Linked DNA regions of Mus musculus: all the other regions are linked to region 3. Evidence: chromatin contacts called from public Hi-C, HiCAR-type, HiChIP or PLAC-seq and promoter capture Hi-C data. All regions are on one chromosome and are shown on one strand. Each heading gives the region's core, a stretch centred on a gene start, on an enhancer-like site or on the middle of the called end of the contact. The rest is flanking DNA. Distances are from core to core; before and after follow the strand shown. Region 1 holds the start of Ip6k2 (inositol hexaphosphate kinase 2). Region 2 holds the start of Bfsp2 (beaded filament structural protein 2, phakinin). Region 3 holds the start of Pcbp4 (poly(rC) binding protein 4). Region 4 holds the start of Nckipsd (NCK interacting protein with SH3 domain). Region 5 holds the start of Trex1 (three prime repair exonuclease 1). Region 6 holds the start of Acad11 (acyl-Coenzyme A dehydrogenase family, member 11). Region 7 holds the start of Dnajc13 (DnaJ heat shock protein family (Hsp40) member C13).

Region 1 (2,704 bases), core at 117-2,616, 2.3 Mb after region 3:
TGAACCAGGAAGAGCCTGAACTGGGCAAACACTTTTGGGGTCGATTAACATGAAGTTGGCATTTAAACCTGAAACCTGGGCCTCTCGGTTCATGCCTGTAATCCCAGTAAGAGGAAGGTTGATGCTGAAGAATTGCCTTAATTTTGAGGCCAGCCTGGGCTACAGAGAGGGATCTGGACTCAATTAGTTAATATTTTAAAAACAAAACCACGACCCGGGGTAAGTGGGTATAGACAGAGAGGAAAAAATGTGAAAAAGAAAAACTAGACAGAACTGAACACAGAGCCATGAAGGCCTCAAGGGAAGGCGATTCCAAGAGGAACCTGTTGGTAATAGGAGTTTCTCTTGTCCACCTTTAGAAAGCAGGGATTAAAAAAATCTGTTTACTGCACTCACTGCAGAGTGTAGGTGCTTAATAAATACTTCAGTTTTAAAAACCTATGAGCTACATCTTTGCTAATGCCCAGGATGCAGGGTTACAACTCTGGCATCCTTTACAGAAAGGCCAATAGCCAAGAAGGAGGTCATCCCATGCCCATGGTTCCCATCGTGCTCCTTGCCTTTCCTGGCTGCGCTGACACTCGTTCACTCATGCAGGAGACCTTCTGAATGACACAGGCTCCAGACAAAGGAGTCTTGGATGAGCTCTATGCTCCAGACCTATCAATTTACCGAGGACCCTATACATCCCTCTGATCAGACTTCTATTGGCTTTTATCTTGTCTGTCTGTCCACTCATCTGTTCACCTGTCTAAACATTTTTTAAAAATTATTATAGTGTGTGTGGTGTGAGTGTGTGTTTGTGAGTGAGAGAGAGACAGAGACAAAGAGCCAGAGAGAAACAGAGCAACGGCTTGACCTGTTGAGCCGTCTTACTGGCCTCCTATAGAGCCATGTATTTGTCTATCGTCTGTAGTCATTCTCTCTGTTCCCTGCTGCTATCCCTTTATCCATCTTAGCGACATGTAGTTCTGTCCATCCATCTGCTAGGTTGACCAGCTTTGCAGTTTATCACAGAATGAATACTGGCCTTGACATTCCTGTATCCTAGGAAACTCCCCAGTGCGGGGCAAACCAGGACTGTCTGTCCATCCACCCTTACCCTAGGCATCCTGCAATCGATCCATTTGGCACACAGCCCATCAGTTACTTCAACTCCAGAACAGACTGGCCACCCTCCTCACTCAGGACAACGCCCCGCCTCTTCCCGCCCCTTGCCCATTCAGGAAGCCGCCCCAAGCGAATCCCGGCGCCCTAGCAACAGTCTTCCAGGCCGCCCAGTCCGCTTGCGCGGCTTCGGGTGCGAGCCAATAGCGAGGGGCCCTGGGAGCGAGGTTGGGGGGCGGGGCTGAGCGCGGCCGCAGCCATTTTGGTGGAAGAGAAACAATAGGACGGAAGCGTCGCGGGACTGGGCTGTGGCCGCAGGTAACGCCCGCCCCGCCCGGCCCGTGGCCCTGTCACCCCGGGGCTCAGGGGAAGAGGTTTTCGGTGCTGGTAGCGGCCGGGCTCCGGGATCCCTGGGAGGCTTGGGTTTGTGAAGGGGGTCCTATGGCTGTCATTGAGAAGCGGTCTCCCCCTTTTTTTGTGTAGTCATCCCTTCCCTATTTACGGGGGGCCATTGTACCTTGCAGTTACTGGGGAGAGTAGCGTTGCCCACCGAGACGGGGCAGAATCTTCCCCCCGGCATTGGAGGGTCTCCCGGAACCGGGGGAGGGGAGGGGGCGGGGGACGACGACAGTGTCTTTCTCCGGTTTTGAAGCGGTCTCCCTGGGTCTTCCGGTGGAGGACAGGATCTCTGGTCTCACAGAGGTCCCCCGGCCACGATCTCCCTGGTCTTTGAGGATGGGGTCTTTATCTTTGGATGGAAGGGTCAGCCCGGATCCTCAGGTACTGTTGTTACCTGGGCCTGCAGATGTGCAGCCATTTTGGGTGTTGAACGTCAGTTGTGCCAGTCAGCTCCTCTTTGATCCCGGAAAGGCGGGGGAGAGGGTGATCTGCGCATCCAACCTTATTGGTTTTTTTTTTTTCCCCTTCTTCTCCTTTAAGATCTTAAAATGGATCAGAAGGTGTCTTCTTTTTTCTTCTTCTTATGCTGATGCTCCTACCACGAGTGGGATTTTATTCATATTTGATAACAAGACTGCATCTATCTTCTGCATCCTTCCTAATGACTTGATTCGTTTTTAGGATTTTAATTTCTATCAAATATCAAGAAAGCTGTACTAGCGGGAAAATGGGGAAAAATGTAGGAACTGGTGAAATCTAGGGCTCTTCTTACACGCGAAAGGAAATAGAGCTAGTCATCGCATGTAAATAAACATTTTGTTAGCAGAAATGTACATAGAGCAAGAACAAAATAATTTCGAATATTTGTAAGAAAAAGTACTGAAGGGATCCAGAGGCAGTGGGAGGGGGATAAGAAGGGACCAGGGGGATGGATATGGTCAAAATACATTGTATACATGTTTGGAATTGTCAACTAATAAATATTTATGAAAATAAAAAGATCCAAAAGAAAGAAGCCCTGGCAGTTTTGAAACAGCAAATATGATGCAGACAAACATTTTGAAAAATTTAAAGGACCTTCCTTGTTGACAGCATTGTTGTTGATTTTCAGTATTTAAAATGTTTGCTGTATTTGCACTTTCCCTGGGATAACATTTTAAGAGATGGGAGATGCTTATTTACCAAGTTGTTGCCGTGG
Region 2 (3,028 bases), core at 29-2,528, 3.0 Mb before region 3:
ATAAACCCTTTCCTCCCCAACTTGCTTCTTGGTCATGATGTTTGTGCAGGAATAGAAACCCTGACAATCCCGTATACCCATTTTATCTGGATATAGAAGCACCCCTCCATTTATTTAGTAGTTATGTAAACTAGCACATCCACTCAATGGTATTGGGTTCTTTGATGGCTTGAAAACCATCAAAGTGACAGAGGCAACCCCAGATAGCAGGACAAGTGTAACTCTGAGGAAAGAAAATCCAGGGTCAGATATCTGCTGCATCTTGCCAATATAGTGGTTCTTAACCTTCCTAACACTGCGACCCTTTAGTACAGTTCCTCATGTTGTGGTGACCCCCTAGCCATAAAATTATTGCTACTTCCTAACTGTACTCTTGCTACTGTTATGACTCATAATGTAGACATCTGATATGCAGGATATCTGCATGTGACTCCCAAAGGGGCTGAGACCCACAGGTTGAGAACAGCTGCTCAATTAGCTGGTGAACTGGGGGACCTTGTGTTTCTCATCTGAAAACTGTATGTGGTGAGAGATTGGTTACAGAACATTGTTGGAAATTTTTTTTGGGGGGGTTGCATTATGCCTAGGGGGTCCTGGCTCCTGGTCAGCCTTAGTGAATGGCAGCCAGTGTTAACACTAGACCATCAGTTTTGGTATGGAAGAGATCTACTTCCCTGGCCTCTGATCACCCACCATCTTTGCTGCTACCTTCACCATCCCCTCTCAGACCTCTAGCAAGCCTCTAGACACAGCTGGGGGACTTACCTGCTGGTAGCTGCTGGCCCAGGAGGCGCGGAGGGCATCCCAGCCTCCAGAGCTCTTGGCCTTGCTCTCCAGGTGAGCCCGCAGTTGTGTTTCCAGTTCCTGGCTGACTTGCTCCAGAGCATGCACCTTGGTCATATATTCCACTAGGCAGCCCCCCAGGTCCTCAACAGTAGTGTGATCCCTTTCTGGGCCCGGAGCAGGCACGTTGGCAAGGCCTGAACTCCGCAGGCCCTGTAGAAAGACACTGCTGATGCCCAGGGCCCGGCGGGTCACTCGGGCACCGAGACCACCTATGCCACCACTGGGTGCGACTCCTACATAGACCCCAGGGGCACGGACGAGGCTACCCACAGCACTGGTCCTGGATGCTGGGGGGCTATCCAGGGAGGATGGAGAGTGTGTTCCCCTGAGGGATGACACCCTGTGCCTCTGCACGGGCATGCTGGAGTTGGTTCCCGAGGGCAAGTCCGCTGCCACTCTCCTCTTGCTCATCCTCTCTGCCTCTGTGGTGCCTGGCAGGTTTACAGGGTCCAGGGGCTTTTGGTTGCCAGCCCCAGCCTGGTCATGGGCCTCTCTGGAAGCTTCCCTGTCCCGTGTTCTTTGTCTACTGCCTTCCATGAGCTTCGGGCATTCATTGAGCTGGAAGAGAACCGCCCCACCAGCCTGTGAGAGGCACACAGGCATTCTCTGTTGCTGGGTCATGTGCCCAGCCGTCCAGACTTTTCTGGGGTGGGGGTGGGGGTGGGGGTGGGGTGTAGCAGTGCAGCCTGTGGGAATGGATCATCTAGATTTGCCTATTTCTTTTTAGAAATGGTCTCTAATGTAGATAAGCCTCAAAATCCTTATGCAGCCAGGATGACTTTAAATTTTTGATTCTTCTGCCTCCAATTCCTGCAATAGAATCCAGGGTCTCATGCATACTATGAACCCCAGTCCATGGCTTTTATTATGTCACTACCACAGAGAGGGCCAGGCAGGCAACAAACTGTCCCTACTTCACTGGTGAGCAAACAGGCTACAGAACCTTAGATGACACGTGTTCTGATATCCATATCTCACACTACAAGCTGGGACTCCGTGTAAGGGCCTCTGGGCTAATTACAGAGGATGTCCGCATCTCTTTGTGTATGCATGTGTGCAGGTGTGTGCGCGCACAAAGGAGCCAGCCATGGAGGAAGGCAGCCCCACAGGCCCAAGGGAAACAAAGCAAGCCTGGTCATGCTTTCTTCCTTCAGGTCCAGTAGCCATTCCAGGCCCCTTCCAGCTCCGTCCTCCCCTCCCCCTCATGTCTGCCCTCTGACACTCTGCTTGTCAGCAGCTGGCCGTTGGCCATGTTTCTTCTCCTCTAGACCTTGTGGTACATGCTGCTTGATTGCTAACTCTGACACAGCCAGCAGACGTTTTAGGACCTGAGCTGCAGGGCAGCTGTTAGGCTCTGGTCTCCCTTCCACCTCTGTCACACCCTTTAATAAAACCAAGAAGGGAGAACAACAAAGGGATTTCTGGAAAGTACCCAGGGGTGCTCCAAGTTTGGGTTTTTTCAGCACCTCAGGTTTTTCTTTTCTTTTTATTTTATGTACATTGGTGATCTGACTGCATGCATATCTGTGTGAGGGTGTCAGATCCCCTGGAACAGGAGTTACAGATGGTTGTGAGTAGGCACCTCAGGTTTTAATCCTGGCCTTTGGCATCTTCCAAGTCACACTGTCAATGGTTATATCCCAATCACTTTGGGGGGCTAGAATGGTCCCTTCAGCCTGAGCATGACATAGCCCTAAAACACCATGTGCTGAGTGAGGTTTTAGTGTATTGAAAGCATGCACCCCAAGTCCAGAGATGGACCTTGGATTCCTTGATCCTGTAATGTGAGAGTTGACTCCAGGCAAGAGAAGGCAACAGGAATCAATTTCTGGTGGGTACTGAGTATATCCAATTCTGAGCATAATTCCATTTTCTGATTTTTTTTTTCAGTTCAACTTTAGAACTCGGGAAAATAGACAGTTGACATGTACTGCTGTTTGGGGTGCATAATGTACAATTTCAGAAGGATTATCTCATAGGTACTATTATTTCCCTTTGTGATAAAAGACCCAGGGATCCCATGGCCAGAATGTACAGAGCTGAGAAAGCCTCTTTAATCCAGAATGTATAAGGTTGTCTCTGGGAGTTACCACTCACCAGGGTTACATGGCTGCTCATCTGCTAGAATTTTGTGTGCTTTTAGTTTCCATTCTTTATGAAAACTGCAACATTTCTCCTCCCG
Region 3 (2,811 bases), core at 87-2,586:
CCCCTTAGACCACAGACAGCATATGGGTATTGCTTGTTTAGATCCATCCCACACCCAGACAGAACCTTTCCCTTGGGAGCAGCACAGGGGTCCCACATTCTTGTGTAGTTTGCACAGGTACATGTGCAGTTTCCTGAAGGATGGAGGGAATCTTTGTAAACAGAGATCCACTTGCCAGGATAAAAATGTGGCCACCGCTAGATTTCTCTTACCTACCCGTTGCAACTGGTCCCAGACCAGAATGGCCTCCTCAGAAGGGGAGGTGCTCTTCAAATCTCCCTTAGGGGCTGCATACCTCCCCAGGTAATCAAGCACGGATCTTCTCAGCCAAGCCCATTTCCTGCCCTGAGGTTTGGGAGTGGGATAAGGAGAGGAGACCGACTTCGGAGGTCCCTGAAATAAAGTGATACAATTAGACCTCACATGCTTTTGCTGTCTCCGGAGCGCCGCCCCTCCCCCTTCCCCTTGGGACTGCCACTGTGGGCTCCTCCCCCACCCTGGCGGGACCAAATGGTCCCCCTGCCCTTTGTCCACTAGGCCAGATGGAGGGAAAGGGAGATTGGATTCCCCTCCCCACCCACATACATCCAGGTGCCAAGAGACTCAGCTGAGGGGGGAGGTGTAGGTCAGTGGGACCTATATGAGCCGATTACTGAAAGGGGGAGAATATCTGCTCTGAGATGGGGGAAGGGCAGGCTCAATTCCCCCCCCCCCCCACACACCCACCCACACACATATACACACACACACACAACCTATCCCTTTCCTAGTAAAGGAGTTAATGGCACTCTGACCCTAGCTCCAAAAGGAATTTGGCAGGAGATTGGAAGGATCACGGGACAGGTTGTTTAAGGGCCAAACGGCTCTCATGCCCCTCCTCCAGCTGGTCGGGTAGCCTCTCCTGGGAGGACCAGGACCAGGGTCGGACAGTGCGGACGCCGGAGGTAGCGGGTCTAGGTGGGCTGGACCCCGGAGTGAAGGATGGTGAAGAAGCAAGAGCCGGGGCAGGGCAGAGGGCTGTGGGACAGAAGCCGGGAGGCGCGGCCAGGACTGAGATGAAGGCTGCGGGGAGCTCCGCAGAAGCGCTGGGCGGGAAGGACAGGCCGGGAGAGAGCCATACAGGGAGGATCCGGGGCCCCTGGTGAGCCGCATGGGAAGGGTCCATCGCTCCCTCCCGGAAACGACGGATGCTCGGGGCGCCGGACCGCGCGGGGCGGGGCGGGGCGGGGCGGGGCGGGCGGCTGCGGCACTGGGGCTGCTGGGGCGGGCCCGCCGCGCTGTAATCGGATCCGGGGAGGGGGCGGGGCGGGGCCGGGCCAGGCGGGCCGGGGGGTGGGGGTGGGGGGGCGCGGAGCCGGGCTCCGGGCCGGCCGGGCTCCGCGCCTGTCAAACCCCTCATTGTTCGCAGCTGATGTCACTCGCAGTTGTGAGCGGCCGCCTTTCCCGGGGACAATGTGGGACTGAGCGGCCCAGCCGCTGCCGCCGCCGCAGAACAGCCCCAGCGAGGTAAGGCGCGGGCCGGGCGGGGCACCGCGGGCCATTGAAGTTTGGGGGTTCGCTGGGGGGGGGCGGGGAATCGGCTCCAGTGTGCACCCGATCGCGGTCCTGGGGGGGGGGGCGCTGCGAAGAACACGTTTTCTGTCCAATGCGGCTGAGGCCTGTACAGGTGGGGGGCGTTGGTTTTCCAGGGGAACACCCCACTACAGGGAGGGGTTTCTTGGACCTTGGGTACCAGGTTTGAAGCTCTCATCCTGTTTGCCGTTTCTGTCCTTTGAGCTCTCAGTTCTGGACCTCATGTCCCGGGTTCGGGTTCTACTTCGTCCCTGTTCTCATCTGCCACTCTCTGCAGCTCCTGGCTCTCACACACACCCCTTCCCATTCTCTGCAGTCCTTCGGGGAGCCAGACACAGACCTCCAGGCCAAGGTGGATGGAGATAGTTGGGAGCACAGTGTTCTCCCCCCTTCCTGTGGCTCTTCATCTCCAGCTCTGACCTAGCTTCTTGGCTGGGGTACTGGGGATGGAGGTGAAGGGACTCCGCCACATACTTAAACCTGGCCTTCAGGCATCCCTGGCTAGGAGAGGGAGGTGCCCACCTCCTCACACTCCTAAACCAGGCCCGCCATCTTGAGACCTGTGGCACCCAGAGCCCCGCCCCACCCCGGCACCCAAGGGAATGGTCCTCCAGGGGATGTACCTTGGTCCTTTCACACCCCTTCTCTCAGAATGTGTGGCTTTGGGTTCCCACCAAGCCAAAGACGTTACCTTCTCCCTGGACCAACAAGGCATGTGTCCCCAGGGTTCCTGTCTTCCCTATAAACACACTAAGCTTTGGTCAGGAGTTATCTCTGGCGTTCAGTGTTCAGTGGGGTCACCCTGGTGGCCTCAGGGCCAACATCTGGGAGGGTCTATTGTTTTTTCCATTTGAGAGTATTATCTTTCTAGGTCCTGGAACCCCTTCTTGTTTCAAAGCACCCCTATCCCAGCCCCCACCCCGTAGCCTTCATCAGCACGCAGGCTCAGGCTGCCCAAACACAAGGGGATTGTTCTCTTTGCATGCTCAGGGTGGGGGGCTGGGAGCGGGCGGCCCACACACCCTGGCAGGCCCAGGCTGCAGAGAGGATGGCTTGCCCCACCCTGTGTCCCCAGACAGGCTCTGTCCACCCGCCCACTCTCCTCCAGCCTCCATTCCCAGTTCCTAGCTCCTGAAGGAAAGAAAGAGCGCTAAGCTGTACAGGTGGACCCACGGGGTCTCCTGGCCTGCCCGACGCCTCCCATGCAGTCCGCTAAACAACCCCCTTCCTCCCTAGGCC
Region 4 (3,014 bases), core at 514-3,013, 2.4 Mb after region 3:
TATTTCTCCTTGGTAACTGGCAGCAAGAAATTAATTGGCTGGCCATAGTAATTCAGATATCCTGGACCCCATGGTGGGGTTTCAAGTAGCCACAAGTCTCTGGTCTGTTGGTAGCCATGGACAGTCTTGGCTTCAACACCTGCTACCACTCCTACTCAGCAGTCCCATAATCACACCAGCTTCATCCTTTACAAAGACCAGTCAGCATAGCTCCAAAGAGCTACCACTACTTTGTGCCTGAAAGCTTCTGTAAGTGTGTGTGTGTGTGTGTGTGTGTGTGTGTGTGTGTGTGTGTGTGCACTGCCAAAAATTGGCAGAAACATTTGATAAAGCCAGGGTCTGGATATCAAGTTCTTGTCTTGGCTGAGCCTTCTGGCAGCTCCCCACATCCCACTGGGCCTACCTCCACCATGCCTAAAAATAGATTAGCGAAGTCTAGGTGTAGTCTGGCTCATCTAAGTACTCAGGCAGAGGGAGTTGGATTGCTGTTAGTTTCAGGCCAGTTGGTGCTGCTAGTGTGACCTTGTCTTTAGGGGGAAAAAGCCAGGTGTGGTGGCACCTGCCCTAAGTCCCAGCATTTGGGAGGCAAAGGCAGATGGATCATTGGATTTAAGGCCAGCCTGGTCTACATGGTTCCAGAACAGCCAAAACTACACAGTGAGACCTTGCCTTGGAACATTGTCTGATGGTGTGTATATCCTGTGCTCCTTAGATTAGTGGAGAGTATGCAAGGATCCTTTAGGCCTTCTTCACTACGACCGAGGGATGCCAAGGATTTCAAAGATGTGGATGGCTAGGCTGAATATTAAACTGAAGGTCAGGGATGCTTTTTCTTTCTTTGAGACGGATTCTTACTATGAAGCCCAGGCTGGTCTTGATCTTGGCTTTCTACAGCTCTGCCTCCTGGATGCTGGGATCATGCCACCATTCAGAACTCAAAACATGCTTTTTAAACCTCATGTGTTCAGTCCCTACCCTATCAGCCTTCTGCCCTAACCATTTTTTTTCCCCAGTGCCATTTGTGATGTTGGGGCAGGACAGGGTTGGTAACAGACAGCCTTTTAAAACAGGAGATGCATGTATACACGCAGTTTGATTCGTTATGAGTAAATATGACCTTAGGTCATAGACTTAAATCCTTTTGTAACAACAAAAATGGCAAAAGGATAGTCATTGACAAGTTGGGGCGTGGTCCAGAAGGGAGTGTTCAAATAGAACAGATGCAAGACTCAAGATAGGAAAGAAGCCAGTATATATGAAGGGAGTGTATATGTGGTGGGTAGCAAAGATGCATTCTGGACAGTACAACCTGGTTTTGTCCCTTGCCCTCCACACTTGTCCACCACCTCAGCGACAGAGTAGGGACTTTGTACTAAGGCACTGTGAGGCCTAGATGCGCTGGGGAGACCCCTCCCCAGAAAGAACTTCCAAATGTCTGATCAGGATTCCTCAAAGCAAAACACCATATCCCCGTCCCCAGGGACGCACTGGCTATAAGCATCCTTCATCAGGAGGTGGGAAGGAACGCAGCGCTTGCACCTGAGCTGGGAAAGGAGGAGGAAAGCCAGGGAGAGGGAGTTAGGACCCTAAGTCAGCTGACTGGAGTCTGAGGCCTGAAGGAACTGGAGACTCCCACCCCGCCCCGCCAAACCTCTCTCGGCCGCGAGGGGGCGCGGCGCTCCAATACTGGAGCCGACTCGCTCCTGGGGCGGGGTTCCGGCGGTCGCGCATGCGCACGCGCGGCGTGTCACGGGGCGGGGCGGGGCAAGCGCCGGGCGGCGCGGCACTCAGGGCCTGGCTTCCCGGCACCGCAACCTTCGTCGCGTACCCAGCCCCGGCGCTTCGCGGCCCGGCCCGGCCCGGCCTCATGTACCGCGCGCTGTATGCGTTCCGCTCCGCGGAGCCGAACGCCATGGCGTTCGCTGCAGGCGAGACCTTCCTGGTGCTGGAGCGCAGCAGCACGCACTGGTGGTTAGCAGCACGGGCGCGCAGTGGCGAGACCGGGTACGTGCCGCCTGCCTACCTGCATCGCCTGCAGGTGAGTGTGTCCCTCCGTCCCAGGCCTCTCGACCGAACCCCTTCACCAGCACGCAGAACCGATCCAGGAAGCTCAGTCAGATTCTTCGGGACTTCTACCAGACAAGGAGGTTGAGACTCTGACCTTAAGTCCCAAGAGCCGTAAGGACTGAGACCCCTCCGGAAGGGCCGTCAACACCCACCCGAGACTAGGCCTTTGACATTTAACCGCAGGCCCGTGAAAAGCTTAATTCTGGAACAGGGACTCTCTGTCATCGATAATCAGAGCCTCCATCTGCATTGAATTCTCGAGCTGGATCCAGAGACTTCCAGTCCATTCATTATCCAAGTCCCTTAGACCTCCAAACCCTATTCGTTCCCCTTTCCTGAATCCCTAGGATGCCCATCTCCCATCAATCTGTAGCCTCCACCTTTAACTGTAAAGATCACCGTGCCCACCACTGACTGTGCCACCTCATACACCACCTGTTTCCTCAACCACCCTCCAGGTTCTTAGTCCCCACCCCACCCACACACTTGGACCCCAGAGCCACAGGCATTCCTGTCCCTTATGCGAGTCCCAATTCCTGTAGTATCTCTGTATCCCGAACCCGCCCACCTATCAAGCTCTCCCCAAGGACAATTCCCCAACCCTTCAGGAACCAAGGCCCCTGGCCCCTGCTGATAGACAAGGTTCCCTGGCACAGCCCCCACTTCTCCCAAGCCTCCACTCCTGACTTCTCTGGTTTCCTTCCTCTGAAATCTGGGCGCTCCATCCTGGAATGGGAGCTGTCCACACTGTGAGGAAGTGAGCCTCCTTCATGGTTTCCCGTTCTGAAGATGGCCTGGTCCCCTTCCAGTGGAGCCTGCTCCAGTTCCTGTTTGCTCAAGAGTAGTCCTGCTGCAGTGTCTCCAGCTAGCCTATTCTGACTGCAGGAGGAAGGGGACCCAGGGCAGTCTGGGCTATTCCAGACTCATAGTCCCTAGCTATGGAAACA
Region 5 (2,820 bases), core at 86-2,585, 2.6 Mb after region 3:
GCAGAGGCGGCAAGCAGTCAGTGCTATGGAAGTCTTTATTCATCATATTTCCCCTCTTGACTTACTGCCCAGGTGAGGCCAGGAAGAGTCCATACAGAGTGGCTATTGCCAAGGTCAGGAGGGTCAGCAGGCTCAGTGGGGCCAGCAGCCCCTCCTGTGATGGGGCTTCTGGGACCTTCTCTGGAGGAGGACTCTTAGGTCGCCTGCTCCTGCCATTGCTGGGACTTCCATTGGCTGTGGCCAGGGGTGTAGTAGCTGTGGCAGCATGTGGCCTTAGGTTGGTTGTTCCAGTGGTAGCCGGAGTGCCGTACATGGGCTTGACGGTGCTAAAGGGCCGGGCATGTTCGTCCACCCACTGCAGTAGGGCCTGTGGCTTCCACTGACAGATGCTGAGCAGGGTTAGAACATCACCTTCAGCAGTATGTGAGTCTGTCGGTGCTTGCCAGTACAGGCGGGTGTAGATGCTGCCCAGGCTGTAGCTTTTCCTCGAACCATTCCCTGAGGGGCTGCTAGCTTGTTCCAAGGCCTTTAGGGCAGCGATGCTGTCCACACAGAAGGTACCATCTAGGGGACTGGGAGTGCTCAGCCTAGCAAGCTCTGTCTGGAGCAGAGGAAAGTCATAGCGGTCACCGTTGTGTGCCACAAGGCAGCAAGGCTGTGGCTGGCGCTGCAGGAAGGCTCGGAGCAGGATGGCCAGGTTGTCATCGAAGCGTTGACGCCCCTGTACTTCCAGCTCAGCTTTGCTCAGACCTGTGATCTCACTGGCCCCAGGGCTACAGGCTTTCCCTGGAGCAATGCACAGAGAGAGCTTGTCCACCACACGGGGCGGTCTGGGCACTGGAGGTGGATGTCCCTGAGAAATGGAAGTGTTCTCCAGAGCACGTCTGTGGACAGCCAGCAGGCACAGCTCTGTGACTTCGGGCCGAGACGAAGGCAGGCCAGTGGCTTCCAGGTCTAAGAAGATGAGGGTCTGCATGTGACCATGGGGCAGGGTCTGTGAGCCCATGCTGAACCTGGGGAGGAGATGGGGTAATGAGTAGCAGCAGGAAGGTCTCAAGTGGGCTGAGGTGGGGTGCAGAAAGGCAGCTCAGCCCTTCCCTTCAGCAGGTACTATCCAGGGCCACTAGAAGCTGGAGGGCAGGGTTGTTCTAGTGGGATGGATCCACTACTTATTTGCCTTTTGAGGGAGGCCCTTCCCCTAGTGCTGACTACCTTCAGGGTGAGGGAACCCTATTCTCTTCTGCCTTACCCCATACCCTTACTCCACACTTACCGAGAAGCAGGCAGCAAGGCACTCCGCTGGGTCTGCTGCTGGCAGCAGTGTGGCTGAGGAAGTAAAACTGCCTGGGTCCACCCATAGGCCTGCCTCCTGAACAGGGCCCGCCCTGCTGTTAGCCTGCCAGGCCTGGCCCTCGTGCTGACGCTCCTCCCTCCCTCCCCAAGCACCCCAAAGGCCTTCCTAGATCCATATCTGTGATCCTGCTGGCTGGTAAAATGGACTACTGCCCCAACACTGACAACTCAAACTGGGTTGTCTCTAGGATTCAAATGTGCCCGTGAGCCTCTGCCTTTTCTTGTCTTTCCCCCAGTCCTTGATCCAGGCCTTCCTAAAAAGGGCTGCCTCCTTGGCCACAAACGTACCCCTGCCCCCACCACGGCCCCCGCCCAAAGCTATGACTCAGGGTAATTCCCGAAGAGGGGCAGGGTTTTTCCTCAGGGCAGATCAGTTACCATGGGGGCCATCTCAACTCCAGCAGGAGTCATCTCATCAATTCTTGGTCTGCCCTGTCCCTCCCTCTCAGCCACACAAATCGGACTCAGGAAACAAAGCTTGTGTTCTCAGCAGGAAGTGCAGTTTTAATCAGTGGATATGGCAAAGACGGCGGTGGGAGCTGGCGCCACCTTGTGGCTGGATGCTCAGGCCCTCAGTTACAGTCCATCTCAGAGTCTTCCAAATCAGTCTCCGCAGCACAGAGGTCATCCAGGGCAGCCTCTGAGCCAAAAGGAAGAGGGGTCTGAGGTTAACTCGACAGCGTGGGGGCTTGGAGGCCCCCATGCTCCCTAGCGTCACAGGAACCAACCAGTCCCTTCTATGCACAGGCTTTGCTCCCTCAGCGACTGTGAGCAAAAGTGACACAAAGGCAATTCGGACAGATCTTTGTGGAAAACCATGGCTCAGCGAGGCCAATTCAATAGACACCATCAAATGGGAACCTGTCATACTCAAAGACCCAGAGCAGGAAGGTAATACCCATGTGCCAGGAATGGCTCTGGAGGCAAGGGGAGACTCATGGAAAGGAGTCTGACAGAGGCACACGAAGGCTAGGACAGTGTCGTGCTAGCTTACCTTCACAGTCAGTCACATCAGGAAGGGCTCGAATCAGCATGCTGACCCCTGGCATCACCTGGTCGTACTGATGCAGGACCTCGACACAGTGCACAGTGAAGAGCTTGTCCTTCTGAGATAGGCTATGCAGCAGCAGCACAGTGTCCCGCAGACAGCGTATCGTCTGCTTCTGCTGGTGGGTCCTTGGACCTCCTGCCCGCCGCACCGTCAGCCATTGCCTGTGCAACATCACAGTGAGCGCTCTGACTGCCTAGGGTGAGAGGGCACAGCCTGAGGTCCAGAGACTTACTCACCTCACCACTTCAAGATCAACAGGATTGCTCTTAACTAACTGAGCATCCATGATGCTGGTCTCTGGCCACTCACCTCTACATTGCAGTGACAGTCAGAACCAATGCCAGCGGGGGCAGGGCTCTGTACACTCAGCTTGGCCAAGAGCCATACTACCTGGAACAAGAAGAGATAGTACCCAT
Region 6 (2,751 bases), core at 227-2,726, 2.4 Mb before region 3:
ACCCTAGTAACTAACTCTCCCTCACCCTGCTCCATCTAAGTTACACCAAGAGGCATTTAGGAAACGGTGCTCTATCCTCGGCGACTTTACATGAGATATTATACTCTGACAGAGCTTTCTATGCATCAGCCGATGCAGAGCCAGGTAGACTAATAAAGATAATGGTGACAGGAAACTGGGTACAGGACAGCAGGCAGAAGAGCTCCACCATATGGATGGATGGCTTGGATTGTTTGTTTTTTTTTAATAAAATGTTATTTTCCTTCCTTGCAGAAAAAAAGGGGTCTCACTACACAGCCCAAAGTGGCCTACAACTCCTGTAGCCCAGACTGACCTGGACCTCACGACAACCCCCTCTACCTCACCCTCCCGAATGCTACGATGAATCGTGAGCCAACTCGCTTGGTGAAGAATATCTTCTGACTAGCATAAGACATGGCCTTGCCCATCTGGGAACTGGACCTCCACAGCAGGAAAGGAGCGGCAGGAGGCCGGCTGAATCCCTCGCGCGGAGCGTGGCCCTGCCCGCCCCGTCATGGATCACCTGTAGGGATTGGAATCCAACACCTCGTCGCTCATCTCCTGGATGCGGGTCCGGCCGCAGTGGCCGTCCCCTCCAGAGCGCCGGGTTCTCTCCCGGGCGAGTTCCTGCTCCAGCTCCTCAACCCGCTGTCGCAGCCGCTCCACCGAGTCGGCCATGGCTGGGCTCCCGGTGGCCTCCGATCCCAGGCCGGACCGCCGCCGTCGCCGTCGTCGCCGCCTCCCCACGCTGCCTCGCTGGGCCCACGAAGCGCAGGAGGAACAGACACAGCCTTCCAGGTCCAGACACCGGCGAAGCGGCTCCAAGGCTCCCAGTAAGACACGTCTCCGGCACGCCCACCGGGCTTCCGGCGTGCCACTTCCGGTGCGCCGCCGCCATCGCTCCGCTCGGTAAAAAAAAAAAAAAAATAATAATAATAAATAAAAACACTCCTCAAAACACTTAGCTTTCTTCTCTAGAACCAAGACCCAGGTCTCAGCAGAGCCAGCATCATATGTGTCCAGATCAAGTCGACGGCCATTCCGTCTTTCCTATCTAGGAGGCCATGAGAAACACCAGGGTCTTTTAATGCAGGCTCAAGGTTCTGGCGGACTCTCTTCTTGCACGGACCGCACAGGTCTTCCGCTGGCGCGTCCTTAGTCTAGGGTGACAGCTGTTTGTCTTCATTCGCCAGAGTCACGTTTGCGACCTTGTTTTTCTATAAGACTGAGGACTCCAGCTCTGACGCTGAGGGTAAATTCTAAGTCTGGTCCCACAACAGGCAATTCTTTTATTTCTCCACCAGACTCCGAGTCCCAGACTCCGCCTCCCACATGGCTTTGCAGCAACACTGCCCAGAGTCCCGGTGATTGGCTTCTCCTAAGCCCCGCCCGACCACGCCCCCCCCCCCCCCCCCCCAAGTGCCGGTCTCCTTTCTGCCTTGGCGCAACCTCCGTACAGTCTGTGGATTCCTCGGTGACAACAGTGGCGGTCATGGAGACGGATGTCACCAGTGACACCGTGGAAGTGCTACCCCAGCACAAGTTCGACCTCAGGTCCCTGGAGGCCTACCTGAATCAGCACTTGCCGGGCTTTGGGTCAGATTCCCGGGCTGTGCTGACTGTTACTCAATACAGGTATCAACCATAGCCTTTGCCTCCTGGGAACATGTCTGTGCTTGGTGCTTCGCTTCCTTTGGCCCTGGGTGGGTGTCTCATTTGCCCGGTCGGGATTTCTTTCCCTGCAAGGATGCTTCCTGGATAATTTGTACTCGAATCCCAGGCTAGTCTGAATTAGAGGGCAGGAGCAGAGGTGCAGTATCCATTATGCAGTGCAGTCTTGTTAAGGACTAAAATTATGTGTCTAATTCACCGAGAGTGTTGCGGCTGAACACTCTTGAATTCCTAATAGATATCTTCTGTGACCTTCTGTGCTACAATCTAAAGATCAGTTTCTGAGGGGCTGGTGCCATTTTGTTTAATTGACCTTAGTCACCTGGGGCTAGGTTAATAATACCAGCTAAAATATACCAATTCGATTCTAGACATTCCACTTCACTGTTTTTAGCACCACTTAAGGCCTAAGTTCTTGAAGCAAGGGAATTAAACGGGAGGAGGTGACTCCAAGAATACCTTTCCCCACTGACAAGTGAATCTGGTTTTAGTCTGGTGTTTTGTAAATAGAGAGGGTATTTTTTGTTTGGTTTTTGATTTTTGTTTTTTTTTTACTTTTATACAGTTCCAGTATAAAACCATTTCATATGGTTTCAGTAAACTGTGCCTGGCCTTTCTATCTGGGGATTTAACTGTAACATAAATTCAGAGATCAAAGTTCCTTTCCTGTAATATTTGCCTGTATCCATTAGTCTTGATAAAGAAATGAAGTGATTTAGGTGAAAGGACTTAAGCATTGAAATATCCGTGGAGAGGTGGAATAAGTAATAGTTGACACTTCTAAACTTAATACTTTGTGTTGTAAACAGACTGAAGCAGGTCAAAGTTCACATTTCAGTGATTAGTTCACTCTGTGGAATTTGGCCAGCTTATTGTCCTGCTTTCAGATAAAGGTTATATATGTTCACATTACTGTGGTCCTGTGCAGACTTAAAATAATTCTGAATTAAGTTGATGTTCACCAAAATCATGCTCAATACATGAAATTAGTTGTGATACAAAAAAAAGTACTTCTGAAGTCAAACCTAGGGCTACATGGCTTTAATCCCAACAATCTAA
Region 7 (2,895 bases), core at 344-2,843, 2.2 Mb before region 3:
TTATTACCATCTGCCTGGGTAACCAAATAATTCATGCTCTCCACCAGTGTGCAACTTTATTACTGTGCACATTCACGTTTTAGAACTTGGTTTGTTTGCAGTCACGCTTGCTAGTATGATTTACACTACTACTACTGCATTAGAAAAGAATATCCATAGTTTCTCGGGGGAATACGAATGCTGGTATTGGCCCAGGACTCAAGCTAGCTTTAAGGTCTTTACATCCCTGTTTCTTAACTCTGGCTCCTCTTTTTCTCCTTTAATTTGTTTGTACTTCCTGTTTCCAAACAAATGTGAACTCAGTGTTTTCTCAACTAGGACTGGCGGTCCCGTCCCTGAACGTAATGTGGTATTAACAGCCAGAGCCACCATTTGCGATATTGCAACTTAAACATTGGTTTATACTATATATGAAAATTAAAGGGGCTTTTATGCTGTAAGCTAAATTAAGTTAAACAATGAGGCACTAGAAACAACAACAACAAAAAAAAAAACTAAACTATAGAATAAACGGGAAAAGCAGATCGTGGAAGTAAAAAATCACTACTTTGGGAGTTCATCTCTGTGTTAGGGGGCGATTTTTATTTACATCATCCTTCCACCAAGTGATTAGGGAAACGGTTTCAAGGTAAGAGTGGCTAATTTAGCATCTTACAATAGGGGTTTTTTGGGGGGCGGGGGCACGCAGGTGTACTCTCAACACCCACTTCATTGGGCGTCCAAAGTGCTGCTTCACCTACACCAAAAGCCGCGTTCAGAGGTGAAATCACAGCCCAGCACGGGCAACAGTGAACAGGCCAGGCTACTTTACAAGAAGGAAAAGCCTTGGGGGGAAAACTTGGTGTTTGATAAAGGACTTGAGGAAGAGAACAGCAGCTGCCCCTCCTTTCCCATCAAATCGAAACAAAACTGAGACGAGGAAAAAAGAAAGAAAAAAAAAAAAAAATCGAGTCTACGCGGGACCCCAGAGGAAGGAAGCAGGACCGCTAACCTAAGAAAACCGGAGGCGCCGGCATCCAGGAGGGAATCCCGAGGGCGGAGCCCACAGGGGAAGGAGGTGTGGAGTTGAGTCGGGGAGAGTTGCCGAGAGAAGTGGGGGACAGGGATAGTGATGGGAGAAAAGACGGCCAGGCAGAGAGAGGGGTGGGGCTGCCGGGCAGTGCCCCGGGCAAATGTCACTCAGAGCCGGGGGAGGGGAGGGTCCGAGCGCAGGGATCCCTGGACGGAGGATCGCGGCTTCAGCAGGTTCGAGCCACACACAGCAGCTTAACGCCGCCCGCTCTGGGGTCCCTGCCCGGAGCCCCCGGGTCCCCGAAGGTGGGAAGCGGCATCGCAGAAACCCAGAGCCGGAGGCGGCTTTACCTTCGCAGGAGGCTGGAGGCGCTCCAGCCCGAGCTCCGCCCGCCGCCGGCTCCACGTCTTGAGTAGGATGGAGGCGCCGCCGGCCCCGTCCCCTCTCGCTTTCCTTTTCCCCGCCGGGGCCTGTCGCCGCGGGTTCCTGCGCCGCGGCCCCCACCCCTCCGCTCCTCCCTCTGCCTCTCAGAGGCTCGCCCTGGACGCCGCCATCTTCCACCAGGCTTGCGAGCGCTGAACCCTAACGCGCGTGCGTGGCCGCCGCCCCGGCCGTCACGAGACCCTGTCAGCTGACCTCGGCGCTTCCGCCTCGCGCCCCGCCCTCGGGAGCACTGTGCTCCCTCCCTCGGTGGCCCATTCGCCGTCTTCCGGGAAGCGCCGCGTGCGCGCCGCCCGCCGTTCCGCCTCTCGGGAAGTACGCGTGCGCTTAGCGAAAGAGAGCCTTGGCCCAAGCAGAAGGCGAGGCGCCACGCCCCCTGGAGCGGTCCGAGAGGCCACGCCCCCTGAATCCCTGGAGACACGCCTCTCAGCCAGACGCTGGCATTGGCTACTGTAACTCTGCAAAGGAGCAGCTCTGTTACCTAGCCCTAGTCTTCAGTGTCCTGGCGCATCCACGAAGCCGTCGAAAGCCTCAGTGCGCATCTCTGGTTTAGCTGCATCGTGGGCATAACTTTTACTCGCTACTGACACACCCTGAACGCGGATTTAAGTTTTGAGTGTTCAGGGAGATAATGGAGACCGAAGCCTCAGAGGTCAAAGGCCTTTGCGGGTGAAGTGTTGGGACAGTTAACACTGCTGCCTTCCTGGACCTCTGATCCCAGAGCCAGGATTTAATTGGCCAACTACTTAAGGTCAATTAACTTGCAGCCGTCTGAGATAGGGATTATCCTCTATTTTCAGATAATAAATTGATGTGTAGTTCCACAGTAGTAGACTTAGTATTTGAGCTCAAGTAAGTTGACTCAAGAACTGCTCTCTGGATAGGAACTCACTGAAACTATATGAAGAGGGGAACTCAGGAGAGTGACAGTATCAGAATGAAACAAAGTTACAGATGACAATTGTGTCAGAGCTCTGAGCAACAGACGGTGTCTCATCTAAGATGTGAGAGGGGCAGACTACCCTCTAAAACGTGATTCTGTGGGGGGAAAAAAACTTGTATGGACACACAGTTCTAGGTTTAAATGCTCTGGTGAGCCTAATATTATTATTGTGTAGCAACCCTGGAACTGGAATTTCTCAGGGACCCCGTCTGTGGTTGAATCGTTTCATAGATGGAGGTTTTGGGATGAAAAACATGTAAAATGGTTTCTACAGACTTGACTTTTTGGCCGACTGACCCATTTGTGTTACTGGAGACGACTAGATTTTTCCTTAGGAAGGCTTTCCCACACTGTCCCAGTGAAATAAAAGTGCCTGTGAGCAGCCAGAAATGGCTTGCTTGGAAAGATGAGACCTGAAGTAGAGTGGAAAGGGGAAAAAACAACAATGAAAAACAAAACAAGATGCCCTTGGCCTATCCCAGGGTAATAAAAGCATGTG

Evidence for each region. Promoter capture Hi-C pulls out the DNA fragments that hold promoters and counts their contacts. A called contact is a pair of places that touch in the nucleus more often than the background predicts. HiCAR-type assays count read pairs that join an accessible place to other places. HiChIP or PLAC-seq counts read pairs in DNA pulled down with a chosen protein or histone mark.
Region 1: a Hi-C map of B cells shows a contact between it and region 3, with 5 read pairs. The contact joins the promoter of Ip6k2 here to the promoter of Pcbp4 in region 3. A contact is called at or near these places in 2 of 39 promoter capture datasets (liver and pre-B cells) and 1 of 484 Hi-C or Micro-C datasets (B cells).
Region 2: a contact with region 3 is called in a promoter capture Hi-C map of liver, with 2.8 times the contacts expected there. The contact joins the promoter of Bfsp2 here to the promoter of Pcbp4 in region 3. A contact is called at or near these places in 3 of 39 promoter capture datasets (the C10 cell line, liver and pre-B cells).
Region 4: a contact with region 3 is called in a promoter capture Hi-C map of liver, with 5 times the contacts expected there. The contact joins the promoter of Nckipsd here to the promoter of Pcbp4 in region 3. A contact is called at or near these places in 3 of 39 promoter capture datasets (hippocampal neurons, liver and pre-B cells), 1 of 484 Hi-C or Micro-C datasets (embryonic stem cells), 1 of 115 datasets of contacts at active chromatin or transcription factors (astrocytes) and 1 of 9 other capture datasets (liver).
Region 5: a contact with region 3 is called in an H3K27ac HiChIP or PLAC-seq map of thymic regulatory T cells, with 11 times the contacts expected there. The contact joins the promoter of Trex1 here to the promoter of Pcbp4 in region 3. A contact is called at or near these places in 3 of 39 promoter capture datasets (liver and pre-B cells), 4 of 115 datasets of contacts at active chromatin or transcription factors (bone marrow-derived dendritic cells, memory CD8 T cells, regulatory T cell precursor and 1 more) and 2 of 9 other capture datasets (liver and pancreatic islet).
Region 6: a HiCAR-type map of astrocytes shows a contact between it and region 3, with 2.6 times the contacts expected there. The contact joins the promoter of Acad11 here to the promoter of Pcbp4 in region 3. A contact is called at or near these places in 1 of 39 promoter capture datasets (pre-B cells) and 1 of 115 datasets of contacts at active chromatin or transcription factors (astrocytes).
Region 7: a contact with region 3 is called in a Hi-C map of CD8 T cells, with 8 times the contacts expected there. The contact joins the promoter of Dnajc13 here to the promoter of Pcbp4 in region 3. A contact is called at or near these places in 1 of 39 promoter capture datasets (pre-B cells), 1 of 484 Hi-C or Micro-C datasets (CD8 T cells), 1 of 115 datasets of contacts at active chromatin or transcription factors (astrocytes) and 1 of 9 other capture datasets (adipose tissue).

Annotation. Positions count from the first base shown.
Region 1 is chr9:108,782,446-108,785,149 of GRCm38.p6, forward strand. Ip6k2 (inositol hexaphosphate kinase 2) reads left to right here and starts at 1,367. Exons shown (of 6, transcript NM_001379600.1): 1 at 1,367-1,425.
Region 2 is chr9:103,478,970-103,481,997 of GRCm38.p6, forward strand. It overlaps Bfsp2 (beaded filament structural protein 2, phakinin), which reads right to left and starts at 1,279. Exons shown (of 7, transcript NM_001002896.3): 1 at 766-1,279. The coding sequence starts at 1,257. The region is part of intron 2 of Gm16252 (a long non-coding RNA gene); the gene reads left to right.
Region 3 is chr9:106,452,502-106,455,312 of GRCm38.p6, forward strand. It overlaps Pcbp4 (poly(rC) binding protein 4), which reads left to right and starts at 1,337. Exons shown (of 13, transcript NM_021567.5): 1 at 1,337-1,506. It overlaps Abhd14b (abhydrolase domain containing 14b), which reads left to right. Exons shown (of 4, transcript NM_029631.3): 4 at 1-417.
Region 4 is chr9:108,806,617-108,809,630 of GRCm38.p6, forward strand. Nckipsd (NCK interacting protein with SH3 domain) reads left to right here and starts at 1,764. Exons shown (of 13, transcript NM_030729.4): 1 at 1,764-2,038. The coding sequence starts at 1,868.
Region 5 is chr9:109,057,916-109,060,735 of GRCm38.p6, forward strand. Trex1 (three prime repair exonuclease 1) reads right to left here and starts at 1,336. Exons shown (of 2, transcript NM_001012236.1): 1 at 1,274-1,336; 2 at 17-1,013. The coding sequence starts at 1,006. The coding sequence ends at 62. Atrip (ATR interacting protein) reads right to left here. Exons shown (of 13, transcript NM_172774.3): 11 at 2,714-2,794; 12 at 2,348-2,597; 13 at 1,832-1,993. The coding sequence ends at 1,926. Atrip-trex1 (Atrip-Trex1 readthrough) reads right to left here. Exons shown (of 14, transcript NR_153412.1): 11 at 2,714-2,794; 12 at 2,348-2,597; 13 at 1,274-1,993; 14 at 18-1,013.
Region 6 is chr9:104,062,248-104,064,998 of GRCm38.p6, forward strand. It overlaps Acad11 (acyl-Coenzyme A dehydrogenase family, member 11), which reads left to right and starts at 1,477. Exons shown (of 20, transcript NM_175324.4): 1 at 1,477-1,656. The coding sequence starts at 1,514. Uba5 (ubiquitin-like modifier activating enzyme 5) reads right to left here and starts at 874. Exons shown (of 12, transcript NM_025692.3): 1 at 545-874. The coding sequence starts at 699.
Region 7 is chr9:104,261,337-104,264,231 of GRCm38.p6, forward strand. Dnajc13 (DnaJ heat shock protein family (Hsp40) member C13) reads right to left here and starts at 1,594. Exons shown (of 56, transcript NM_001163026.1): 1 at 1,363-1,594.